Regions from separate parts of the Mus musculus genome. Here region 1 is linked to region 2. Evidence: chromatin contacts called from public Hi-C data. All regions are on one chromosome and are shown on one strand. Each heading gives the region's core, a stretch centred on a gene start, on an enhancer-like site or on the middle of the called end of the contact. The rest is flanking DNA. Distances are from core to core; before and after follow the strand shown. Region 1 overlaps Dpp6 (dipeptidylpeptidase 6). Region 2 overlaps Dpp6 (dipeptidylpeptidase 6).

Region 1 (7,007 bases), core at 1,771-4,270, 200 kb before region 2:
AAACCCACAACAGCATCTTAACCCCAGAACCTTCTAGCTTTTTGGACCTAGCCTTCATCACCTGAGTTTTGAACAGGTTGTAACTGAGAAGCCCACTAGAAACATGGTCTTCAAAAGAGCTTTACAAACAGCAAGTGCTCAATAACTGCCATCAAAATAGAGGTATGGGTAGTGCAACTAGTTGACACTCAGCTGAAGGTCTGGGGAGGCTTTATAGCATTGCACTGAAACGCATTGCCAGCTGCTTCCTTCAGAGCATGGGGAATGTAGCCATATTGAAAGCTGATACTGAGCTCCGCATGCTGGCACACCTTTTCATCGCAACACCTGGGAGGCAGTAGCTGGACCTCTGAGTCCGAGGCCTGCCTGGTTTACATAGTGAGTTTGAGAACAGTCAGAGCTAAATAGAGGAACCCTGTCTCAAAATAAAACCATAATGAAACAAACAAACAAACAAAAAACAAAAGAAGAAGAAAAAAGAAGAAGAAGAAGAAAGAAAGCAGAAGCTGCCCTGCACCTGTCCAGAGATTCCTAGCTCAACCATGTGCCTTCTGTTCCTCTGCCAAATGCTGAAATTCTAGACTCTTCTCCAGCTTCTAATGAAGCACGGAGGGAGATGGACTTCTGACTCTGGGGGAACAGGGCATGAGTAGGATTGTGCTGGTGGGTAGTTTCTGAGAGGGAGATGGAAACATCTCTGCTGTTTTCTGCAAGGCAAGGCTGGCTTTGCCATCTCTGATCCCTCTTTCAGCACTTCTGTTCCAAGAGCTTGCACAAAGATGACTGATGCTGTCAGTGGCAAGTGGCACAGGAACCATGAGGTCCTGCAAAGTCTGAGGGAGCAACATTAAGTGGCATCTCTCCAGGTTTATGAGACTTACATCTGAGTTAAAGATGGCTTCTGAGGTCTGGCTTTTCTACCGTCCCGTGGAGTCATTTCCAAAGTAAAGACAAATACTGTGTTGTGTTTCAGAGGATCAGATGTTTATCTGGCTCTTTCAATAAACCTGTTTGTTTTGTGATACTTGGCATTTCTGATGGAAGCAACAGCTAGAGTGGATTTTATTTTGCTCAAATCTAAATAGCAGAGAAGATCCTAAAACCTGAACCATGCCATTAAGTGTTTGCCCCCAAACACTGATCCAGCCAAGGAGACAGAAGTAACTCTGGCTGCCAGAAGTACTGTATGAACCATCCTAGGCAGAAATTTGGGGAAGCCTGAGGAGAGCTTACGGCACACTACCTCTACCAGAGATGCCTTAGGCAGAATGGTACAGAAAGCTTGGGGTGGGGTGGGGATCTCCTGGTTGGGGGAACTTTGCCACTAGCCAACCAAGAACTCAGATAAGGCAGGTGCTGCCTCAGGGCTGTGTCCACTCCTTGTTCTCTCACAAGGGAGGGCTTTAATGTTCTCATCAACAGACCAGAGGAGACAATGGGGACTTTGTGAAGAGTTCCAAATCTTACACGAGTGCTTTTGGAATTCAGATCCAAGGCAGAATGGTCCCACTTATTCATATCACCTCTCTCCTGCCTCAAATGATGAAATTCTAGAACATTCTCTAGCTACTTTTGCAAACTCTTACATGTGCAAGACTCTTGTTTTGCCTAAGCATCCTTCTTTCTGTTTAAATGCTGCATAAACCAAATGTCCAGAACCCATCTATTCCCAAGTTTGAATCAAACACTGCATGTGTCCTTTGAGCCTCATTGCAATCTAATAAGATAGGAAGGGCAGGTGACACTAAGCCTTGAGGATGTGTTTTTCTTTTTCTTTCACATACTATATTTTTATTAGATATTTTCATTATTTACATTTAAAATGTTAACCCCTTTCCTGGTTTCCCCTCTGAAAACACCCTATCCCATCTCCTCTCCCCCTGCTTCTTTTTTTAAAAAATATTATCTTTTATTAGATATTTTCTTTATTTACATTTCAAATGTTATTGCCTTTCCTCCTTTCCTCTCTGAAACCCCCTATCCCATCCCCCTCTTCCTACTCACCCACCCACTCCTGCTTCCCTGTCCTGGCATTCCCCTACACTGGGGTATCAAGTCTTCACAGGACCAAGGGTCTCTCCTCCCATTGATGTCCAACAAGGCCAGAGGATGTATTTTTCTACTACAGTAGTTAGTGAGCATTTGTAAGTTACAGACACATGGCAATACTATTGGAATCCTCTGAGTGATCTGGGGATGGGCTCAGGGATGGCGGAAGCCTGCCCAGTATCTGGGATATGTGAAGCATATCCATAGCCACGAGCTATGATATGCTCATGATCCATGAGCCAGCATGCAACCCATTCAACCATGGCCCAGTGATGATGGAGACTGCTAGTAGGAGGAGCCTGAGCCAGTCATCCCCAGTCACAGCATAGGGATAGACAGAACTCGGTTGATCCCCTTCTTTCTGTTACTGTACAATTAAGAGTGCTGTCACCTAGATAATCTGCTACACTCTACTCAATACAGAAATCCACTCAATGCATGCCTGGCTTCAACACTACTGATTGCCATCTTTTAATAAGATAAGAGACAGACAAGGGTGGAGTTTAGCTCATCCTAGGAACCACTTGGAGGACTCAACCATTGCTGTGGTGGCCTGTGATATCTGGGTCCAAGAAAATTTGCAAAGTACATAAATAACACACCTGATAGATCTGGACTCGGAAATAAATGGCCTCATTCTAAATATGGAAAGCCTTATTTATTCCTGCTTGCATCTGCTGCCTTCTCCTGCCACTAAACACATTATCCAAGGTGCCGGGTGTGGAATTTAGTGGGAGGTTAAAAAAGAAATCAGAGAATATCAAGCCAGAAGGCAAATGCGGCTTTGGCCTCGCAAGGCTTGAAACATCCCGTGCTAATCAGCACCGTTATTTGCGTATTACACATGGCTAGCAAAGCTCCTTATCATCAGAGATCAGCAAATTCTCACAAATACCTGAGAGCAGTAGTGTGTTCTGCACATGACTAAGGCAGCCACCAGGTGGCAGCATTTTTACCGTTTATTCCTTCACTGAGGTTTTGCTTTTCTTATAGAATTTTCACCTTGCAAGCCAGCCACGCTGTGCAGCAAGTCCAAGGACACTTACATGGATGCCTTAATTCTCTCTTAAGGCACTGTCAGGTATGAGGAGTGGTGACAGACACTCTTATTTATGACCGGGGACATTTTTAGTGAGGATTTTTTCTGGAGCAGCTTCTACAGGGCTACAGTCCATGGCTTTGCCTATATTCTCTCATGTCATATCAGGGCCTCATGTAGCCCAGGATAGCCTCCAAATTACCGTGTACCAGACAGTGACTATGACTTGATCCTTTTGTCTCCACCTCCTAAGTGTTGGGATTAGAGCATCATACCTGGTGTTATGTAGCGCAGTGAAAAATCTACTAGGGCTTCATGTATGCTCAGCAAACACGAACTGAGCTACAAACCGCTCCATAGTCTCAGATGCCTGTGTATCACCAGGGACATCCAGAGACTGGTGGACAGATCACTGAAGGGCCACTCACTGACTACGGCAGCTCAGCTATACTGCATCACAAAACAGGGTCCCTGTCATTCTCCTACAGAGGGCAGTAACTTGAAATTTCAACAGTGCCAAACACAAGCATGGCACTGACACTCTCATGCTAGACCTGTCAAGGTACCAGAGCCGCTGAATTGCACACGCCCCTCTCTTCCTATGTCTTCTGGGATCTTGGTGCACACAGACAGTTGTTCTTTACTATGGAAAGTGGAGGCGGCGTGGAGGCCTGTGAACTGGTGGCTGGCTCCAGCAGACTGCAAGGATATGCTCTCCAATTTTCCTCTTGCTTTTGTTTGTGCCTCATGGTGTGTTTTCCAGACTCCGCTGCACACTCCCATGAAGAGAGTATATATAGAAATCTCTGGAAAGGACACGGGAAACTTAAATCCCTAGTACCCTGGAGTCAAGTCAGCAAGACACAGAGAAGTCATAGAATTGTAGTCCTCAGCAGGATCTCAGCTTCCACTTGAGCTATGGTGGGGTGCTGCAGGCTGCAGCTGGTGACTGCTCTCCTACCCCATTCATCTCCATCTTATTTTCTCCAAATGTACATAGCCATTCAAAATGGCAGGCTCTGCCCTTTGCATAGCATGAAGGAAAAACTCAGCTTGGCTGAGGAATGACAGGCTCTGACATGTTGAGTTCATTGCTTGAACAGAGACCAAATTTTAGGGCTGCCCTGTGCTCTTAAGTCCAAGGGGCCCTTAAATCTCTACTACCCTCTTCAGAGCCCCCAAATGCTCAGGCCTCGAGAGTACTGGTCATTAGTCAGAATCTCTGAGTATATACACAGATGGGTGCCTGGCCCAGTGTCCCCTGCTGGAGGAAGCAAAGCTTGCTTAGCACAGCTGTGAGGGCCCCAAGATGGGGGTAACATGGCAACAACCACTAATTTTTTTTATGTCAAATCTCCTCTCTTTGTTTTTAATTTTCTATATCAGGAGAAGCTTGTGTTGGGTCACTCTTCACAATATCTCAGACTTAAAGCCATAATAAAAGACAGATATCGGAAGAGTCTAGCAAGTATGCCCTGATAATACCTTGATAGAAGGAACTATGGAGCAATTAACATTTTTTTTTCTTGGCAGGCTACTTCTTGTATTAGTGGATTGATAGTTGCCTAGTTTTCTAATTTTTACTCTACACTTTAGAGTCAAAATATATCATTTCCCCCAAAATGTCTATGTACTGGGGATTTGTGCCATGCAGTTAAGGTGTGGCAAAATGCCATCTTGCTACATAAACTTCATAACTTACAGGTGCACTTGTTAAAACCACTGTTTCCCATGGTAAGAATGACAGCCAGCAGCTGAGGCTCTGGAGATAGCAATTGCCTGGACTATGCCTGAGTGATAACAGAAGTTATATTTGTGGCTTGTCTCTATTCCCTAGTCTGGCTAAGTGCCCACTGTTACTGAGGGAAGGGTCCTTGATATCTCCTCTTTCCTCTTTCCTCTTCACCAAGTATCCATGTAGCTGAATCCCCTGGTGGAAACTTGTAACACAATTCTGGATGTGTGAGGGATGTATACCTCTAGTATCTCCAGGGATGCATCTTGTTACCTGAATTTCACACCTTTTACTGGGCCGAGACACAAGAAGCTTGCAGAGGGGAGGGCATACACTGCTAGACAAGGTGTCACTTCTAATAGATGGCCCATGATCAGGAGAAGGGGTTACAGTGTGGTTTTGAATAGATCCATTGAGACAGCGTCCTAGTGAGTGTAGGCAAGGTGCTTAGAATCCCATTCAGGGTGGCACATAGCCCCAGACCTCCATGGAGCGACACCTCCTAGAAGTGTCCTCTAGTAACATTTACTTAAAATTCCAATACCTTACAGACTTGGCACCCACAGCAGTATCTGCTTTTCTTTTGATAAACTGACTGCCAGGTATATTTATTTCTGCAGAAAGGGAGGACAGGTCTTTCCTGTGGGAGAAGTCAGCAGGTGACCCTGTAGGACTCAGGGAGGCAGAATTCTGCACCCCATGGCTTCTCAGCACCTCTATGGAGAGCCATGTACCTTGTGCTGGCCCAGGTCTATCGTCAGAGGACACTTCTGCCTCCAGAGCTTCTCAATACTCAAGACAGCTGAACACTTCATCCTAAAACCAAGAGGCAGGATCACAGACCTCTATCTTAACACTGGTGTCTCTGGTACTATTAGACAAGGAAAAGGTTAGACATGGGACTTCAGAGTTATATAGCCTATTACACTGAAACTTTTAGAATTAGAAAAAGAAATAAAAGCCTAAAGAAGCAAAGAAACAGTGAACAAAATAATTCCAGGTTATGAGCTCTGGATATCAGGTGTATCTACTAGAGATTTTAAGGTTCATCATGCTAACCCAAGGTGCAACTTTATCTGTCATATTCCCACAACCAACACATAATTTAAAGCCTTGAAACTATAAACATTGACCACATGTCATTGACCCAATGTTCCAGAAACGGAGTAATTAATTGTCAGCAAGACTCCTCAAGCCTTGAGGGGACTTCATCCTGTGTGCCCTCGAATCTCTCTTCTTTCACAAACTCAGACAGACCATCTATTTATATGAGTTAAAATGATCAGCAATCTTTCTAACTTTCAAAGCTTGTGCTGGTTTGCAGCAAATGAAGACATGGCCCTGGTTTCCAGAGCCAGAGCTCTGCAGTCACCCCATTCCCTGAATTGCATGCAGCTGTCAGGGCAGTGTCCTGCTTGTCTTTGAAGGTAATGCCTGTGTTTCTTTTTGGCAGTTGGAAGGACACTTGCTAGGTCACACCCACAGTTGCCAAGGAAGAAGTTTACACAAGCTGAGTGAGGGGTTTTGACACCTCCTCACTTTAGAGTTAAAGCTGAAGCTCTTGATTGCCCTCAGGCCATTATGTCTGAAGTATGGGACAGAAACTGATTTTACAACAGAGAGCTATAAACCCTACTTTCCTGGGGGATGGCTTTCTGCAGCTGGTCTGGGTGGCCCAGTAGGCAACTGGTCATCTCTAACACCTGGGCACTATACCACAGGTGAACTGAGAAGGCAATCAGCCCATTCCATCCCTGGGTTGGTAGATTTGAGTTCCATTAGAAAGCAGGCTGAACAAACAACAGAGCAAGCCAGTTAGCAGCACTCCTTCATGGCCTCTGAATCGGCGTCTGCCTCCAGGTTCCTGTTCTGTGTGAGTTCCTGACCTCATTGCTCTTGATGATAAACAAATGTGAGATTTGCCTTTGGTCATGGTTTTTATCACAGCAGTAACTCTAAGACACTGTTAGAAAGATTCATGTCAGCCAGGCGTGGTGGCGCACGCCTTTAATCCCAGCACTTGGGAGGCAGAGGCAGGCGGATTTCTGGGTTCCAGGACAGCCTGGTCAACAAAGTGAGTTCCAGGACAGCCAGAGCTATACAGAGAAACCCTGTCTCGAAAAAACAAAAAACAAAACAAACAAACAAACAAAAGATTCACGTCACTAAAGAGTCATTGTGCTG
Region 2 (6,776 bases), core at 444-2,943:
GAGCATTGGGCATTTTAAGCTGTTTTTTTTTTTTTCCATCTGCTTCTTCTAACTCCTTAGAAGGCTTGCATCCTTACAGCAGTGCATCCTTACAGCAGTGGGGCTATGAAGATGGTAGCCTACAAGCTGCTGGAGGGGGAAAGGGAGCATGCGTGGGGCTCCTCAGATGCCCTCTAGCTGGTTGTCTGCAGTGATTTGACTCCAACCTAAGCTTGGAGTATGATTGTTCTGTGAGCTGACTCAGCCCAGGCTCACTGCAAATGGCCTTTTCCTTGGGGAAGTCCTTGGAAATAACCAGTGACAATTGTTTAACACAGGAATTACTGAAGTGGTGGCAATAGCTGAAGTAATAAGACCTTACTAAAAAATACCTTAAAAAGGAAAAACCAATTCTTTGCAGCAATGAAACCCAAACCAAGACACCTAGAAATCTTGTGAGCAAACTGTCAAAAGACAAAGTGTGAATTCTGTTGGCAGTGAGGGGAAGGTGACCCATCTTGTTTACTGAAGTGTCAATAGGGTTAGCAGCAGATTCTGAATCATTAGCTGTGGTGTTCCTAGGGCAGTGGGATGGGACCCAGAACACTATGGGAAGACTATCAACCAACAGTGGTGTAGCCAGCCAGCTAAGCCTTCAAATAAACTAACATACTTCCAAGTACAAACTAAGAATATTTTATAAAGCCTGTTCCAGCAAGAAATACCAGATCAAAGGAAAACTGCAGACAGTTATCTGCTTAGGAATGTAGCCACAATGCTTCCATAACAATACACCAAGCCCAAGAACCTAAAGACAATTATATACCATAGCTAAGTGAGACTTATTTCAACAATGCAATGGGGGTTTAAGAGAGGCAATCAACCTGGATAATATATAATATTAAGAATGTCTGAGAAGATATCACAGAAAGAAGACCTTAGGGAGACATGGGGATTAAAGGCATCTGGATACTGTGGATGGGATTCCTGTGTGTGTGTGTGTGTGTGTGTGTGTGTGTGTGTGTGTGTGTGTGTCTGTGTGTGTCTGTGTCTGTGTGTGTGTGTGTGTGTGTGTGTGTGTGTCTGTGTGTGTCTGTGTCTGTGTGTGTGTGTGTGTGTGTGTGTGTCTGTGTGTGTCTGTGTCTGTGTGTGTGTGTGTGTGTGTGTGTGTGTGTGTGTGTCTGTGTGTGTCTGTGTCTGTGTGTGTGTGTGTGTGTCTGTGTGTCTGTGTGTGTCTGTGTCTGTGTGTGTGTGTGTGTGTGTGTGTGTGTGTGTGTGTCTGTGTGTGTCTGTGTCTGTGTGTGTGTGTGTGTGTGTGTGTTGGAACATAATAGCTAAAGGTTAAGGAAATGTGAAAAAAGATTACATTTTAGTTAGTCCCATTTGTTAACTGTGGTAAGTGCATCATGCTGATGCAGAAGGCAACATCAGAGAAGCTGGGCGCTGGCATAAGGGAGCGCTGTGCTCTCCATGGCTTTTCTGTGATATACATCAATTCTAAAAAGAAACATTTACTTGTATGGGAGGTCACAGATCTATCCTGCAAAGACTGAGTGAGAGGACCGTGAAGGTAGTGAGAGTGCCTTCCAGCCCTGGGCGTCCATGTCAGGGCAGATGGCGATGTGAGCACGAGAGTCAGCTTGCACTGACATAGTGACGAGTGCCATGCCTGACAGTCCTAGTTCTCTGATGGCAATCTGGGACTGTTCTCAATGCCTGTTTTTAACCACATAAAGAACTTGCTTTTGCATTCTCTCACTTTGACTGCACGGACCAACCTGTGGGCTCTGCAACACATATGGAGGATTTAAAACAGCAAACTTCAAGCTGCAAATGATCTCATTTTAATGGGTTCCACAGCAACGTGAGCAGAGTAGGGGGAAGCCTTCTGTCCATTCACTCTCCTTCTGTCCTTTAAACTATCAAACCCACCTGATTCCTTATTTTTAGTTAAGGAGGGCTAATTTGAGAGGGATTGTTTAATTCACATTTTGAGAAATATGATCCTGAGCTTTGGGGCTGTAATGATCTGTGGGACAAAAAAAAAAAAAAAAAAAAAGTGAGACAAGTGTGATTTTTTTTTTCCCTGCAAAATTAGGTCCTGTCTGTGGGTCACCTGACTTAACCTTTCCTGCACTCCTCCATCACACCTAACTGCATCTCAAAAGATAATTATCAGAGCCTTCAGCTTTGGCAGAAGGCAGAGTTCTTGTGCAAATGATAGTATGTCACATCATTAACATTATTATAAATGACAGGCAGCTAAACTTATACCCAGGGCAACGTTATATATTAATAAGTGAATTAATAAGCCAGTGATCAAGAAATTACATGCCCCGTTGACAAGCTGGATAGTATCTCTCTTCATGACTATTTGCCCAACACATACAACACAAACATCTTCAGTGAGGCCATAGAGCTTTTAAGTGCTGACCTTACAGTCAATTCTCCAGCCAGACTAAAATGTTGCCCTTGCTAAGTGCATCCTTAGCCACTAGAGGGCATTAGTTCATAAAATGCTCTGGGCCTAAAAGGGTACTGAGAGACTGAACAAGGGGACTTGGGAAGCAGATAAAATTCAGCCAAAATGATATTTTATTATTTGTTCTTAAGTGAAGCACATTGGGTCTAAAACCCCGTCTTCCCCACGGACACCGGCACATCAGGAGGGAGTCTGCTTTCCTAGGACAGGAGTCATGATAGATGTGAGGTAGGAGTCGAACCCAGGTCCTTGAGAAGAGCAGCTGTGCGCTTAACTGTTAAGCCATCTCTCTAACCCCTCTCTATGTGAATCTTAGTGAGAAGCTTTTCTGTAGAAAAGAATTGAGACATAAGGCTTAAAAATCAATGGGGGACAAACTGCCCTTTAACGAATATCAAACTAGGAGACTAGATTCTATTTTGTAATTTCTAGTACAAAATTCCAGGGAGATTAACATTTTTAACTGTGTTCTTTGCACCTACCAGAAGCTGAACCACAACTCCCCACCCCCAGATGCTCATTCTTTTCATTTCAAAGTAATACCTGTTCTGTGTGTTTCCATTCATATATGTCATATGTGCAGTCATCCCATACATGTGAGCATGTGGATCTGCATGTATGTGTGTAAATACCTGTAGAGGTCAAAGGTCACGGTCACAGTCAAGCGTTCTTTTCTACCTTGGTTTTGTTCCTTGAGCTCACTAGTATGGCCAGACTGGCTGGCCAGCAAGTGTTCTGTCTCTACCTTCCCAGCAATAGGGTTTTGGACATATTCCAGCATGATCAGCTTTTATGTGGGTACCAGGGAACCCAGCTCAGGTCTCTATGATTGTGCAGCAATTTCTTTGCCACTCAGTCCTTCAAAGCCACATTAAGGACAGCTTCTACCAATCTCTCAGAGCTTCTTTGTGAGTGGTAAGAAGTGGGCTTTGAGTCCCTTCAGATCCACTCAAGGCATGTGTGATGGGCCAGGTCTGAGCAGGCTCTTTGCCTCTTCAAATAGTGAAGCTTACAGTGGAATAGAGGATCCTGTCCTTAGACGGGCATACAGGAGCTTGCATTTTCTGCTGGCTCTGTGCCCACATGCACAACTTCCTTGGCCTTCAGGGGACAGTACTGCTAAAGCTGCCTCCAGGGAAAGTTGCTACAAATCACAGGACCCGCCACCACACGCCAGTTCTCAGTTAGCAAAACCCCTGGGCTCCCGATACCCCTTTGGGTCAAGTTAGTCACAATAAGTGAATCTTTATAACTTTCCTGTTCATTGCTTCTTCATCTTACTTTTCCAAAATTAATTTATCCCTTTTAGGCAGAAAATTTGCTAGCTTGGAGTCTGAGAAAAAGGATTATAGGGAATGCTTTTTAGAGACCCATTTTTGTTTATATTTTTGCTAGAATAAATTAAGTTTGCTAATGTTTATTCCAGAGAGAGAGAGGGGGAGAGAGATTGAAATCCTTAACGGATCATAGGTAGCTCATTAAAATTGAAGATATATACCTGTGAGAATCTTGTCTGAAAATCTGAGACTATGCCTTGTAAAGTGTCTACTATGAGCATGTGTTCTGGCCTGGGCTTCCTATGATCAGGCCCATGGAGAGGGGATTTGCCCTCTTGCAGCAGGTAGATTTCAAATGCTTATTAGCCAAGCCTGCAAGCACAGCTCCAGTGAAAACCTGCTCTCCTGTCTCTTTTCTCCACCTGCTGTTTATGTGTATGTCTTAGATTCCTACCTGAAGCCTTGCCTAAGACATTTTATTTGCCCAGAGATCGCCTCAGAGAACCACTAGGGAACAACAGTCTGTGGCAACATGTTCTTCCCTAGCTTGTATTTGCTGCTTTTTTCTTGACTGTGACCAAATCCTTGATAAGAAGCATCCTAGGAGAGCAAGGGTTTACTTGGCTCACAGTTGGAGGAGTTACAACCACCATGGTTGGGAAAGGCGTGAAGGCAAGAGCTGAGGCAGCTGGTCACATTATACCCACAGTCAAGAAGCAGAGTGTGGGCAGGAAGTGGAATTGAGCTAGCAAACCCCAAGGCTAGCTCTCAGTGACACGCTTCCACCACCAGCAAGATTCACCACTTTCAAAAAACAGCTAGAGACCAAATGTTCAAACACTTGCCAGTGGGAAAGTTTCACACCCAAACCCCAACATAGCTCTTACCAACTGTCTACCCTCATCGCCCAAAGAAAGCAGCAGGCAAGTTGGACCACCTAGAGACCATCAGAGACCATCAGAGCCCCAATGCCCAGAGGAGCATCCTATACATGGAGTCCAATATCTGATGACCTCACTGAGGTCTGGTTTCTGCTAGTCTCTTTGAATATTTTAGCCTTAAGCCAAACCAATTGTGTGGATCAGTATCCGATAAGCCACATATGCTTTGGCCTTCTTTATGTCTCAAGTTTCTCCCTCCTATTTAAGTCAGCAACCATTTCCCCTTGGCAAAGTCCTAACTATGTTCAGAAACCACTTTGATGTTAATGTCACCCCATGGGACTCTTTAGGCTTCCAGGTGCCCAAGCTACCCTTTATTTGAACTCTCAGTCTATCTGGGGATTCGCTGTGTTAACATAGTAAGAGATCCTCTCTGCAGTCTGCAGGGAGAGAGGAAGGACTATGTCTTGCCATTTCCCACAATTATTCTTGGTGCTGGTGGGGTGAGCATGAGCATGCATGCATGGAGCTGTCTGGCTGGGAGAAGGCAGGATAAAGAGAGAACACTGGACTTAGAATCTCTTAGCAAATAGTCTAGCTCCCTCTTTCCCCAGGAGTCCCTGTTAACAAGGACTAGAACCTGCAAGGTATCCATCTGTCCATCTTTTAAGGACAATTGTATAAATATCTGATGAGAGAATCTTTCTTTCAGATGTGAAGACCCTATGTGCCAGGTTGTCTGTGTGATATGTCACTACAAAAGTTTGTTGCTAATACTGAGCTGAATACAATGTGAAGGGACAAGTGTATGGCTCCAGCAGGCCTTGCCCTTCTTCCACATTCCCTCTGCCTTGCTAAAAATCATTAGATTACATTTCCTAAAGAATAGATCAAGGTCTATTCCTTTATTTGGCCTCTTCCTCCTCCTGAAACTGACAACCAAGGTCTGTCTATCAAAGTAGTGAAGCTCCAGCAATCAAAAACCCCCTTTGGATCATCTAATTAATGTGTCCAATTAAAATTAAACATCTCATGTCAACAGGGTATTTCCTCTTTTACCTTGATAAACCAGCTTTTTACTATGGGCCATTGCTGCCTGCCTTCTCTCTATCCAGAGCAGTTCTCCCTTCCCCTTCCTCCTTTTCTCCTCTCTCCCTTATTCCCTTTCCCTTCTCCCTCATTCTCTATCTCCTTGACTTTGTCCCTTACTCCTGCCCTCTGTTCTCTTGGAGCAACTAAATCTCCTTTGTGCTGAGAACTTGGTCTCAGGGGTCCTGAGCTGATACTGTTTCTTACGCTATGCCTTTCATTGAAGTTCTATGATCTAGTCTTGTACGCAGATAACATGGGAACCCTGCCAAAGCCCTCATGGCTTCGTGGCTTACCTCACCACCTAGGAATCTGGCAGTGCCACACTGGAAGGAATCCAACCCACAAAGCAGAACATGCCACAAAAGCCAAGTGGGGGAGGGGGGGAACTGATCACACCTGTACTCAGGGCTTAAGGATCATATCCTGGTCCATGTGTGATTCTAAAACAGAATTTATTCTCTGATTTTAAGTTCTTTTTTAAAAAAATTTACAATGTAGGGCTGTAGAGATGACTCAGCAGTTTAGTCATTAAGAGTCCTTTTTCTAGAGGACCTAGGTTCACCTCTCCCCACTCTGTAACACCAGTTCCAGGGGAACCAACATGCTCTTTGGGCCTCCAAATGCCAAACACATGTGGTGCATAGGTAAACATGCAAGTATTCGTATATATACACAAAAAATTAAATATAAAAATTCTCTGCAATATATTGTATAGTTCAAGTTAAGTCTCAGTTGCTCATATCAACTTAAATACATTTCCATAGGGGGCATCCCTGACTTCATCTTACATGTCTGGGCTTACTGATGACATAGTAAGCAGGGACCATGTCTTCCTCTTTCCAACTGCAGTGTCCTTCAGACTTCACACCTAAAGCCATCTTGACATGTGAGCACTCAGGGGTCTTGGAAAAGTCATTGCAGTGTTAGTCTGTCATATGCACGGCTTCTGCTACAGGCAGGTGATGTCACCTCAGAGGAGTGCCATGAGTGAATGGTCACATCAGCTCTATGTCTCTTCTGTTGCTAATGGACTTACAAAGCACATATGTTTCCAAGGTTATTCCA

The links. A called contact is a pair of places that touch in the nucleus more often than the background predicts.
Region 1: a contact with region 2 is called in a Hi-C map of cortical neurons, with 1.7 times the contacts expected there. The contact joins two enhancer-like sites. A contact is called at or near these places in 12 of 484 Hi-C or Micro-C datasets (the AtT-20 cell line, cerebellum, cerebral cortex and 6 more) and 2 of 115 datasets of contacts at active chromatin or transcription factors (both in embryonic stem cells).

The regions. Positions count from the first base shown.
Region 1 is chr5:27,611,999-27,619,005 of GRCm38.p6, reverse strand. The region is part of intron 8 of Dpp6 (dipeptidylpeptidase 6); the gene reads right to left. Among named protein-coding and RNA genes, the nearest start is that of Gm16058, 61 kb to the right of the region's middle. Within about 2 kb of position 3,020, at least 5 of the 459 cell types and tissues checked have an H3K27ac peak or open chromatin away from gene starts, as enhancers often do. A contact at or near this core is called in cortical neurons, where this site is marked.
Region 2 is chr5:27,412,473-27,419,248 of GRCm38.p6, reverse strand. All of the region lies in intron 3 of Dpp6 (dipeptidylpeptidase 6), which reads right to left. Among named protein-coding and RNA genes, the nearest start is that of Gm52769, 84 kb to the left of the region's middle. Within about 2 kb of position 1,693, at least 8 of the 459 cell types and tissues checked have an H3K27ac peak or open chromatin away from gene starts, as enhancers often do. A contact at or near this core is called in cortical neurons, where this site is marked.